Linked DNA regions of Mus musculus: region 1 is linked to region 2. The links are chromatin contacts, called in public ChIA-PET maps. All regions are on one chromosome and are shown on one strand. Each heading gives the region's core, a stretch centred on a gene start, on an enhancer-like site or on the middle of the called end of the contact. The rest is flanking DNA. Distances are from core to core; before and after follow the strand shown. Region 1 overlaps Slco3a1 (solute carrier organic anion transporter family, member 3a1). Region 2 overlaps Slco3a1 (solute carrier organic anion transporter family, member 3a1).

The links. ChIA-PET counts read pairs in DNA pulled down with a chosen protein or histone mark.
Region 1: a contact with region 2 is called in an RNA polymerase II ChIA-PET map of memory CD8 T cells, with 35 read pairs. The contact joins two enhancer-like sites. A contact is called at or near these places in 1 of 15 datasets of contacts at CTCF or cohesin (the NIH/3T3 cell line), 18 of 484 Hi-C or Micro-C datasets (the 3T3-L1 cell line, the AML12 cell line, the C2C12 cell line and 11 more) and 2 of 115 datasets of contacts at active chromatin or transcription factors (heart atrium and memory CD8 T cells).

What each region holds. Positions count from the first base shown.
Region 1 is chr7:74,471,489-74,477,193 of GRCm38.p6, reverse strand. All of the region lies in intron 2 of Slco3a1 (solute carrier organic anion transporter family, member 3a1), which reads left to right. Among named protein-coding and RNA genes, the nearest start is that of Slco3a1, 80 kb to the left of the region's middle. Within about 2 kb of position 1,858, at least 3 of the 459 cell types and tissues checked have an H3K27ac peak or open chromatin away from gene starts, as enhancers often do. A contact at or near this core is called in memory CD8 T cells, where this site is marked.
Region 2 is chr7:74,368,706-74,374,631 of GRCm38.p6, reverse strand. The region is part of intron 2 of Slco3a1 (solute carrier organic anion transporter family, member 3a1); the gene reads left to right. Among named protein-coding and RNA genes, the nearest start is that of Slco3a1, 180 kb to the left of the region's middle. Within about 2 kb of position 2,196, at least 19 of the 459 cell types and tissues checked have an H3K27ac peak or open chromatin away from gene starts, as enhancers often do. A contact at or near this core is called in memory CD8 T cells, where this site is marked.

The sequences.
Region 1 (5,705 bases), core at 609-3,108, 100 kb before region 2:
TAGAGAAAGTACCCAAGGAGCTAAAGGGATCTGCAACCCTATAGGTGGAACAACATTATGAACTAACCAGTACCCCGGAGCTCTTGACTCTAGCTGCATATGTATCAAAAGATGGCCTAGTCGGCCATCACTGGAAAGAGAGGCCCATTGGACACGCAAACTTTATATGCCCCAGTACAGGGGAACGCCAGGGCCAAAAAGGGGGAGTGGGTGGGTAGGGGGGTGGGGGTGGGTGGGTATGGGGGACTTTTGGTATAGCATTGGAAATGTAAATGAGCTAAATACCTAATAAAAAATGGAAAAAAATGATAATAAAAAAAAATAAAAGGATGGAGAGGCCAAGAAGATAGCTCACTGAGCAGTGTTTGCTTGCTCTGCAAGCATAAGGACCTGACTTCTTTCCTGGGCACTCACATAGAAAAGCCTGGTACAGTGGCACATACCCATGATCCTACCACTGGGGAGGCAGAAACAGGAGGATGCTGTTTGTATTCTTGCTGGCCAGTTAGTTTAGCTGATTCTGGTGAGCTCCTGGTTCAGTGAGAGGCCTTCTCTAAAGCAAGGTAGAGACTGGAAAAGAAACCTGATGTTGACCACTGCCTCCCAATACACGAAGAACAAGAAAGCCACCAAGTAGCTTGCAGGTTTGTGGCTAATAGCTTGCATGTACAGGGGCAGTAGCCTTCATGTACAGGGACAGGGACAATAGCTTGCATGTACAGGGACAAAGGAAAGCAACACATTATCAGAAACCCAACTCACTTTCACATAGTACGTATCCAGTGTACCTGTTCTCATAAAACCAGCCTGAGGTCACTACACACTATGAACTGATTTGTCATCAGAAGACCCTAACTTTGAAATGTGTATTATAGAATAGAATGGTGCTGGCTAGTTTTACGTCAACTTGACACAAGCTAGAGTCATTTTGGAAGAGGGCATCTCAACTGAGAAAATAACTCAACCAGACTGGACAGTGTGCAGATTCCTGAATGATGCTTGATATTGGAAGGCCCAGATCACTGTGGGTGATGCTGTTCCTGGGGTGGTGGTCCTGGATGCTATAAGAAAGCATGATTAAGCAATATATGGAAGGCAAGCCAGTAAGCAGCATTCTTCTATGGACTCTACCTCCATATTCCTGCCCCGACTCCTCTAGATTTTGGACTACAAGTTTAAATATGAAATAAACCCTCTCTACCCTAAGCTGATTTTGGTCATGGTGTTTTATTACAGCAATGGGTACCCCAACTAAGACAGGAACAAAGTTAAATAAACAAGGAAACAAAAAGCGGATTATGAAACTTCCAAAAGACATGGAAGAACTAGACTAGCTTTTCCTAGTCTTGTCTCTGTCGTGGTGTTATTACATTCAAAATAAAAGGGCCAGTAGAATCTGTTTTCTCGTGGCTTGCTTTCCATGATACTTAAAGGCTACAAAGCAAGCTTTATTGAGCTCAGTTAACAAAATTCCCTTTCATGCTACCAAGTTTCTCCTCAGAGAAAGGGTGGAGGTGCATCTTTCAAGGTTCCTTCCCCTGAAGGAAGCTTGTGCTGGCTACAGTGTGTGCTCCGGGGGAAAGTTTAAAATCGAATGTGTGTATTCAGGTGAGCAACATCAGTGCAAAGGTTCTCCTGGTCTGCTGCTCCATCTTCAGCAACACCCCAGAATCCTCAGAGGAAGTTCTCTACATGGGGCCCAGGTGACCACAGGGAAAGATGAGGATGCAAGTCCCTGTGATCTGGCTTTTCTCTGCCCCCTTGCATTTCCTTTTTCTGTTTTGCCAGGCTTAGAATGGCCTGCCACAGGAAGCCCAGCTTTTTGAAACAGTCACACTTACCCTTTGGGGAGCCACTTTTCTTTGTGGGGTTTCTGTGATAACCCCCTTGCATACCTTTCAGGATGTGTGGCCCAGAATGAGAAACACACAGGAAGAGTGGCTGACCTTTGACCTGGGAATCTAGCTTGAGCATGTGGTACCCTGGGTAGTGTTGAGCTCTCTGGACCTTTCTGGAAAAGAGTCCTATGTTCTTAGTTTGGATTTATGCCCCGTGCATGGTTATTGTGGGATCCCACACACCTCCTCTTGCATCTTCTCTGTTCTGAGGGTTCTATGGTAAGTTATTTATTTATTTATTTATTTATTTATTTATTTATTTATCTATTTATTTATTTATTTTGGCATGGATGGCTCTCTCAACTGGACAGAGAAGATCATTAGGAGCTGATTGCCCTGGACAGTAAAAGGGCCCTGCACAGAGTGCTGCTCTCCCCAAGGCAGACACAGCAGACCTGGCCATTTTGTCTTTCTTTTAGTGCATCTCAGAATCTGCTTCTAGACTCCCTCTGATCTTGGCTTCTCTGGAACGGCATGCTGAAGACAGGGAGTGGCTATGTCCCATCTGAGGCAGGCTTTCTCTTTTTACCCCACATCTACCCCCATGGCCTTCATGCTTGTGCCCCATGCTTGCAGGTGACTTGGCGATCCCTGCTTAGTCTTTACAATGTGGAATGCTCTCCTGGATTTGTACCCGACAGAGCTGTTGGCAAGTCCCCTGTGCCCACCAAACTCTAGAAAGTGGCAGCTGTCTAGTTGACGACATCCATTCCAGTTCCAAGGGAGAGCTCTTGTTTGGCTGTGAAGACCTCACTGGCAGATATATCGCCAAACGGAGATAAGAAGGGAAGGGTTTTTTCCTTCCTTTGCAAACTATCTACACATTTAATAAATGAGCCAGCAAGTTAGTAGAAGGCCCTGGCTCTTGACAATGGTAGCCTTTATTCTGGGCCATCTTTCTCACCACTGCGTTCTCTTGGTGGTTGGCCTCTAGGAGATGCAAGGCTTTTGAGAGTTAAAGATAAAGCCCAAAAACAGATATGATATGCTGCAAGTACCCCTTTCCTTCTTATAACCTCCAAGTCCTGAAGGCGTACTGTCGTGTGGCACCATCAAGAAGGATGGCAGGCATCATTAGTTAGGAATATGGGGGTGGGGTTGGGGTGGGGGGAGGTTTCAGGTCCCACTCCTGTGTTTTCCCAAGTAAATACTCACAGGAGAGGCATAAATAAGTCTTGACAGAAAAATATGTGTTATTGTGACTCAGGTTATTGATACTGAGAAAAGGAGACAATTACTAAGATCATAGGTTTTCAAGTCATTTGGGGGAACTGACCAACCTGCTGCTTGCCCTCCATTTTGAACCTTGAACAAGTGGGGTCCCTAATCTATGTAAATCAAGGCAGCCAACCTGATGCTGGTCCTCCATTTTAAATTTTGAACAGTGGGGCCCCTAATCCATGTGGCAGCCACAGAGAAGTACAGGGACTACTGTAGAGGGTGCTGTGAAGAGAGGTAGGGTGTACCCCACACACACATATGAATCCTGTGGGGTTCTGACATCAAGTCTATGACCTAGGTCATTCTTTGTAGCTTTCCAAGGTTCCTAGTTTGTAACTAATGCATTTGAATTCCCGTGTTCCACACACCTCCTGGTATTTCTTCCTCGACAGGAGACAGATACTAATTTTGTCTGACTTCGTTTGTGTCTGTTACTTCACAACGTTTCTGACAGCTCTGGTTCCTGTCTCCTGCCTTTGGCGTGAGCATTGGTGAATGTGTCGTTACCTGACTGTCTTTGACACTGTTGAAGTTCATGGTGAGCCAGATGCTAATTCTGCTTTAGTGATCTGATGCCACACATCTTGGGGGCTACCAGCCACGAAGCTACCCTGTGAGTCTCCAGTGACAGGCAGCTAATCTCCAGCCTGTAGAACTGTTCCTCTTCATTTGTCTTCACCTGACAGAGAAGCTTACGCTCTTATATGTGTTCTCATGTCATTCAGTTCCCATGGTTGCCTGGGGGTGAGATGGCTTTCAAGATGAGGGTGGATTCTTACATATACATACTTTTAATGTGATATAAGTCATGATCTACATCTTTTTCTGGACTCCATTGATAACTACACACACACACACACACACACACACACACACACACACACACACACACACTTATAAAATAAAATCTTTTCAAATGAATACAACCCTGACCCCTTTTGTGCAGTCCTGTGTAGACACACAGGACTGATGAAACTGTCCAGTGGTGTAATTCTGTCTTCTGAGTGGCTGCCTGTCATCCACAGTAACCACACCATTTTACATTTCCAGTTGTCCTGTGGCAAGCTTCTAATTCCTTCTCAGCCTTGGAATCCCTGATTCCTGTCATCTGGAGTGTCACTGTTGTCATCCCGTGTGTTTCTGCTGTTGCTGTGTGAAGTGGTTTGCATTTGCATAACCTTCATGATATTGAACATCACTTTATGAGATTATTTGACATATCTATATTTTCCTGGAAAAAACTGTCCATCCAAATCCTTTATTTATTTTGTACATATGTGTGTGTTCATGTGTGTTCAGGCTGGCATGGACAGGATCATGTATGTCTGGAAAGACAACCTTGACTGTCATTTCTCAGAAGGCAGGATTTCTCTCTAGCCTGTACCTTGCCAAGTGTGCCCAGAAAGTCCTAGGGAAGTGCCTCACTGGTGCTGAAATTAAAAGTTTGTGCCACTGTGGCCTGCTTCTCTTCCATGGATTCTTGGTGGTAGCTGGGGATCCCCATGTTTGCAAAGCAAAGACTTTACTCACCGAGGCCCCCTTCCTGCCTTTATGCCATTGACAAATATAAGTAATTCTTTTTATTGACTTGTTAATATTGTCTAACAACCAAGTTCCTAAACATCTCCCCTCATCCTGGGCTTTGCCTTCATTCTACATTTTGAACTTTCATTGTTCACCACACCAATCATAGCTTCTGCAGACCACCAAGATTGGCTTGTGCCTCAGAAACTCCACCAGAGACTAATTGCATCTTTGCCTCAGTAGCTAGTATTCAGGTGAGTTCCTGGCACGAAGTAGGAGCTGAGGAGCTGAGGGAGGAATTGAGGGAGGAGCTGAGGACAGAGACATGGGGTTCACCTTTACCTTTTGTCTGAGAGTCAGAATGGTTCTGGGTAAGGTAGAACAAAGTGGATAATGAATCGCCTAGCAAAACCACAGAGGCCAAAGCTGCAAGATTGCTTTCTGAAGCCCCTTGTACCTGGGTATTATTTTTAAGATCAATGAAGGGGAGATGGGAGTGCAGAGCTGGGCTTGCAGCTGTGTTTGGGATGCAGCAAATACACTTTGCTGAAATCAATGGAGTGACTCTGAGGAGCCCGAGAAATGCTGTGTAATTATAGCACTGAGAATTACAGTTGTCACGTATTGATTCAGTCTTTTCAGCGCTCTCTCGTTGGTAGGTTTCCTCCCGCAGGCAATGCTACTCTGTGACATTTCCGGAGCCTTGGGTGAACTGCTGGCTGCAGAAGGGGAGAGGGGGTAAAATCTCATATGGAGATCTGTCTGCACCCGCAACCTTGGGAGGTCCTCAGATTTAGAGACAGGGTGGGTCCGTGTCACTCTGGAGTTGTCATTACTTTGTGACAGCTGTCTTGAGTGCCCTCTTCATGGTTACTGAGTGAGTACTCCTAGGGAGGACTTACCGTCCTGCAGATAAAGACTAAGAGGGAGACTTCCTTAGTCCTGCAAAGATTGCCCTTCTTATCCAAGTACAAGGCAATATTTCTGAAGTAGCTAACATAAGTTAGAAAGCATCTGCCTGTGCTAATTTTCTGGCTTTTCCCCCATGGTATATGTTCTTGT
Region 2 (5,926 bases), core at 947-3,446:
GATGGTTTGTTTTGTCTTGGTCTTTGTTGTTCCTTCACTAGATTTTCAATTATATTCTTAGAAGGTGATTTATCATTGTTTACTCCAGCTTGGTTAACAATAACTTTTTTGTGCCTCTGTACTGGATATAAGTAAATGGAAGACCTGAGAGTGAAACCAGTGAGGATGATGGCCTCCAAATTTCAGCATTGGATGGGTGGATGAGATGGGTGGATGGACTACAAAAGGGTGGATAGACAGACGGACAGACAGACAATAGATAGATAGATAGATAGATAGATAGATAGATAGATAGATAGATGATAAATATTGATACGTAAAAAGATATGTGGATATAGAAATATAGATAGATACAGATATAGATGATGCAGTATAGATTGAGCGTGTCACAAGTTACCATAGTAACTTGGAGCAATAGAAATTCATTATCTCATGTGTCTAAAGACCAGAAGAAACCTAAAGTCATGGCAACAGGACCCATTCCCTCCAAGGGAGAACTTTCTATACACATTGGATTTAGATAAGTTCAGGCATTCTTGATTTGTGGATGCTTCCAGAATGTCTCTTTTTCTCCTTCTGTCTCTTCTTTGATTCTATATGAAGGATTCTTGGATCCTAGGGCTGAATGGGTTAACCCATGATAATCTGACCTTCAGATTCCTAACATGATTATACATGAAAAGATATCAGCTCCTTCAGCTGTATCCATTCATTCAACTCCTTCTCCCCACCCCCTGCTTGGGAGCCTCAGCTTCAAGGATTCCTGTATGAAACTCAAGCTTTGAAGGGGAGGTTTGGGAGGCTTCGAATTGAAGTCCTAGGCTAGGAAATGGGCCAGGGCAAGTGAGAGTGGTGAGCTTGGGTACGACAGTATGGCATTTATGTCTAAGAAAAATAAAATGTTGTCTGTGCCACTCTATGTGTGTGAGAGAGGTTGAAATAAGATCAACAAACCTAGAACATAATCAAGGCTCTTTGTTCCAGGTTTAACTGAATGTCTGGGAACCAAGTCACCCCTGGCTGAGAGCCATTGCTCTAGACTTTAAGAATTTCATTGTAGGCAACCTGTTGAACACCAAAGCTTTCTAGCCATTCTTCTTCTTAAAATCAAAAATAACAAGAGGCTGTGATTGCTGCCTGCCTGGACTTTGAGATGGGAGGCACCCACAAACCCACAGAGTCCTGTATGAGAGCCAGACAGTTTTGTACAACCAGCTCCCCGCTTCCTGTCTCCAAGCAGAGTCTGACGTGGTTTTTTAACGTAAGGAGGCTTGTATGGGAATTCCCACTCCTGTTATGTTCCCAGGTGGGCCCTGGAGACACCTGCCCACTGTCAAGGGAACATTGTGTGGTCCAAAGGTCTGCCAGGTGTCCTGTGCAGCCAACTTCCTGACCCATGGCCTCCCCTAGAACATGCCTGGTAGTGAGGCATTCAGTAGCCTTTGGACACTCTATTCACGTGTATCCAAAGTGTCTGGTCATCTGCCTTGTCGTAACTAGATCAAGCATCTAATTTTGGGTTGTGCAGAGAAACCCAGAGTTCTTGTTCCCCGTGATGGCATTTTGGCCATGTCTCCTGCCCATTCTTTTGAAGGCTGAACCTTCTGTCCCTTCACTTGGTGCATGCATGTCTTCTATAGCCCTCTCTCTCCTAAGTCCTTGTCCAGAGGATAAGCCATTGTGGCAATGGCCCTATCTCAGTGACATATGGCTTTTCATGTGAGATCAAGGGGCCCACTCCTTGCCCCAACTCTGTCAATGCATCAAAATTGCATTGGAGTTCGGGATAACTGCTTCTCTGACTGGGTTGTATTCCAAGACTGTTGTCTAATGAAACCCTCCCTACCTGGAAGCTCTAGTGCCCCATACTTTCACCAGCCTGTCCGCAAAAGGCCTGCATGTACACGGTGGGTACACCACAACTCTCCTGTCCATGGATTTAGCCGATTATTCATCCTAGATCTGTGCTCTGTCTTCAAGTGATCATGTTGGATAGATGTGTCTCATGGCATACATAGAGAAAGCAGGATAGGAGAGAGCTACCAGGCATGTCACAGAACCCCATTCTGCTTGGCCACCACCACCACCCCCACACACACACACACCTGCTTTGCCTGTTCAACATGCTTCAGCTAGCTCTTCTTTGACCCTATGCATCTTTCCTCTCCTAAGCGCTGAGCAAGCGGTTTGTCCAGTCTGTACTTGCCTCCCCACTCAATGTGTTTATGGCTTTCTGCCGCTCTAATCAGCCTCTGACCCTATCAGAAAACCACAGAGGAAATGAAGTCGGTCTGGCTTGACTTTCTCTTGCTGAACTCTGTCTACACCTGACAGCAACAGCTCCCTGCTCACAGAACACATAAATCCAGGGTTTAATAACCCATCCTAGGATTTCGCCAGGCTTCAAAAATCACCCAGTCTGTCATGTCAGCAAACAGCCTTGTCCTTCTTGGTGATAAATCAGGGTGAAATTAGCATTTCACACACGCCATGACTCTCTGCCACAGTTTTTCAAACAAAACGCCTGGCATCTCGGCACTGCTGTAGGTGGGGTTGGGAAGGTTCGAGATCACAGCTGCTCCCTACAGTTGGCTCACCTGGCTGTCACCTCTCCAGTCTGCTTCTTTCCATTGGGGCCTGGAGACATCAGCCCTGCTTCCTAGCCAGGAGGAATTTCTGCAGCTGCAGCTTAGCCCCTGTTGCTTATTAATGCTTCTGGGTGCAGAGTTGTTCTGATGGTGGGATTCCTGCCTCAGCACGGAGCTGGAGCAGTCTCACCCTGCAGTGTGCACTCAGCAGAATGTTGACCTCTGCCCCAGCTCCTGCTCCTGTTCCTGCCTGGCCTGGCATCTCCAGCCTACTTTTAGAGAATATACCCAGAATTTATAGATACACTAGGTCATTCTGAGCGTTGATTATGAATTATCAACACCCTGAGGGTTTTTAAAGAGGAGGGTTTGAGTTGCTAACTTTTCCAAAGGCTGATCTAGATAAGTGCTGACTGCAAGGTTAGAGCCGGTTGGGGTAAGGACCTCTCTTCCTGCCTTAGGCATTTGATGAAGACATTCACTAATAACTGCAGATATCCAAGCAGTTATTATAATAATAATCACCCAAGCCTTGGTGACCTCTAGGCTGCAGGCCACCTTCCTAGGAGCTGGTAACCCTCCAGCCTTGCCATGGAGAGCATGCTCCACATCAGAGAGGGGACAGTCTCTGTCATATGAAGGCTTCTGGTTCCCTCTAGTGACGACTTCAGATACCTGCTCTTTGCCACTATTCCCAAGGAGATGCTGAGGTGGATTAGATGGGCAAGCCTGTCCCAAGTGGAACCCCTGTTCAGTCTCCCTCGTGACATGGGGTCTCAACAACAGTTGGGCTGTGGTCAAAGCCTCATTTTCAGAGCCCTACAGAGAGACTGTTCCCTTAAGAACTTACTAGAAGAATGTCTGTGGGTCAAGCCATTCTGCCACCCTTTCCCCTTGCCTGCAGGCTGGTCCCCAAATGTTCCTGTGTCACAGTCTTCATGTATGTCTCGGTGCTATTGTGGGGATTAAACAGTATTCAAAGCCCTGACACCCAGAAAGCATTTACTGAGGATCAGTTTGGATGCTGAATTACTGCTGCCTGCTGAGGGTTAAACTGAGGTAGCCGTGGGCTTCTGCTCCCTACGGTGAAGACAGCCTCGGGTCACCCTGTCCCAACTGTGTGAACATGTAAGCATGAGAGTGACTGAATAAGGAGTACTTATCCGGTCTTCAGTTTTACCTGTAGGAGTCCTTCCCACTAGGGTGGAACCTGATCTCTGACACTGAGTTCTGCGGACTTCCAAGGACCTGAGCTGGCCCTTGCAGCAATATGAAGCTTGGTGGACTCCACCACAGTACTGTGTAGCATGCCATCTCCCAAAGACTATGGAGAAAACTCATGGCGGCGTCTTAAGTACATTGAAAATGCACAGAGAGACAGGCATCGGCAGATGGGACCACTCCAGCAGGTAACGCTCCTAGAGAAATTGCCACCTTGGGTGGGAAAGCCGCTTTTCTGGAGCTTAGGAAGTTCACCTAGGCTCTAAGACATATGACATATGACATTCTAAGACATAATACTATAAACTTAAATTATAGACATTTACTTATACAGTCCTGGTGGTTGAATTCCAACATGGAGGTATAGGCAAGGGTGGAGACTGAGTCCCCTTTCCTTGCCTTGCAGATGGTCCATGTATTCACACAATCTTTCTTTTATGCGTGTGGCCTTGGTGTCGTTCTGTGTGTCCAAATCTCCTCTTATATGCAAAGTAATCAGGATGGAGAACCCATCATCCGAACCTTGTTTAATTGCCCCTTTTAAGGGCTTGTCTCCAAATAGAGTCATATTTTGAGGTGTATTCAAGTGTGGAACCCAAGGGCTCTGGGAGAGGGCCATGACATGCTCTCACCTTTGTGGAGGAAAGTCATTTGACTCAATCTCCTCGACACAGGTTCATGGAGGCCAGTCATCTAAGGGGCATGTGGTCTTACTGTCATGAAAGGTAGGGGGAATGAGAGAAGTTTTTCTTTGCTGGGTTGGAAAACCTATGTAGACAGCAGTAACAGCTTAGCATTGACATACAGCTTATAGCCAACGCATCAATATGCAGATGTGGGCAGAAGCAGCCCAGCTTCTATCAAGATAAGCTTGGATCACTGCTTTGCTTCACTGACTACTGCTAAGACTACTTATTGGCCTTGCCACTAAATGGCCCACTTTAGGTCTTTCTGTCTCTCAGTTGCCCCCTTCTGGAGGCTGCGGGTATGGACAATGGGAAACCAAAGGGGACCTCAGTGCCTCTACAAACAAAAGCTCTGTGAAGGTGACTGAAGTCACACACAGGACTCCATGCCCTTCTTGTTTGTGTATTAGGATGGGCTTCCCTCGTATAGGACTTCATGGTTCCGTCCTCTGCCCCACCAGTGGCATCTTCTTGCATCACCAGGCAATGCATTGGCATCATTCCGGGTTTAAGGATAGCCCAAGGGCTCTAGGATAGAGACAGAGCATGTTCCGAGCGTTGTGAAGGAGAGTTCTTTGACTCAAGCTCTTTGGTACACGCATCACATCCAGGTACCCAGAGGCTGGCCAGTCAGCCAAGAGGCCTGTGATCTCACAAACATGAAAGCTGGAGGGAAGGAAAGAAGTCTCTCTCTGCTGGGTTGAAAAGCCAAGTAGTCAGAAGCAGCTACAACGTATAGCAGCAACGTATAGCAGCAGCAGATCCTCCCCACCCTGGAGAGCCCTGACCACATAGGATGACGTTCATTTGCTTGCATCGCTTTCCATAACGTGTGGCTTCCTACCTCCCCCACCTCACCACCGCTCCAGGCTCCCTGGCAATCAACTGGTATTTTAGCAAATAAGCATTGGCTCCTTGCCCAAGGCTAGTGGCCGGCTCTGTTGCTCTTATGGAAAAGATAATTTAGAAAAGATAATTTAAACAAGACCACCACCTAGGGTATCTGCCTTCCCTGTGTCTCTGATTGTTAAGATGTTCTCCAAATAAGAAATTTTGGTCTTGTATCCAGACAGACCATAAGCAGAACTCTGAAGACACCACTGACTGACCAACTGTGTGGCAAAGGAGAGAAGGGAAGAAAAATGAGGGAACCTAGAGAGATTCAGCAAAGGAGGCAGTCACTAAGGCAGACTTAGGACGGTGTGTGGGATTTCAACTCTGCCTCCAATAGAGAAAACCTGGGTTGAGGGCTAAGCTGATTGAGGCCATGCTATCTAGCATTAGAGGCCACACCAGGTGTGCCAGGCACCACATCATGCTTTCATCAGAGTGTACACAGTACTGGCAGCGTACAGAGATGATTGACTGGCTGCCAGTGGAATTAAGGTTCTGCCCCGCCCCACGTCCATGCTTTAGACCAGCCCCCTCTCT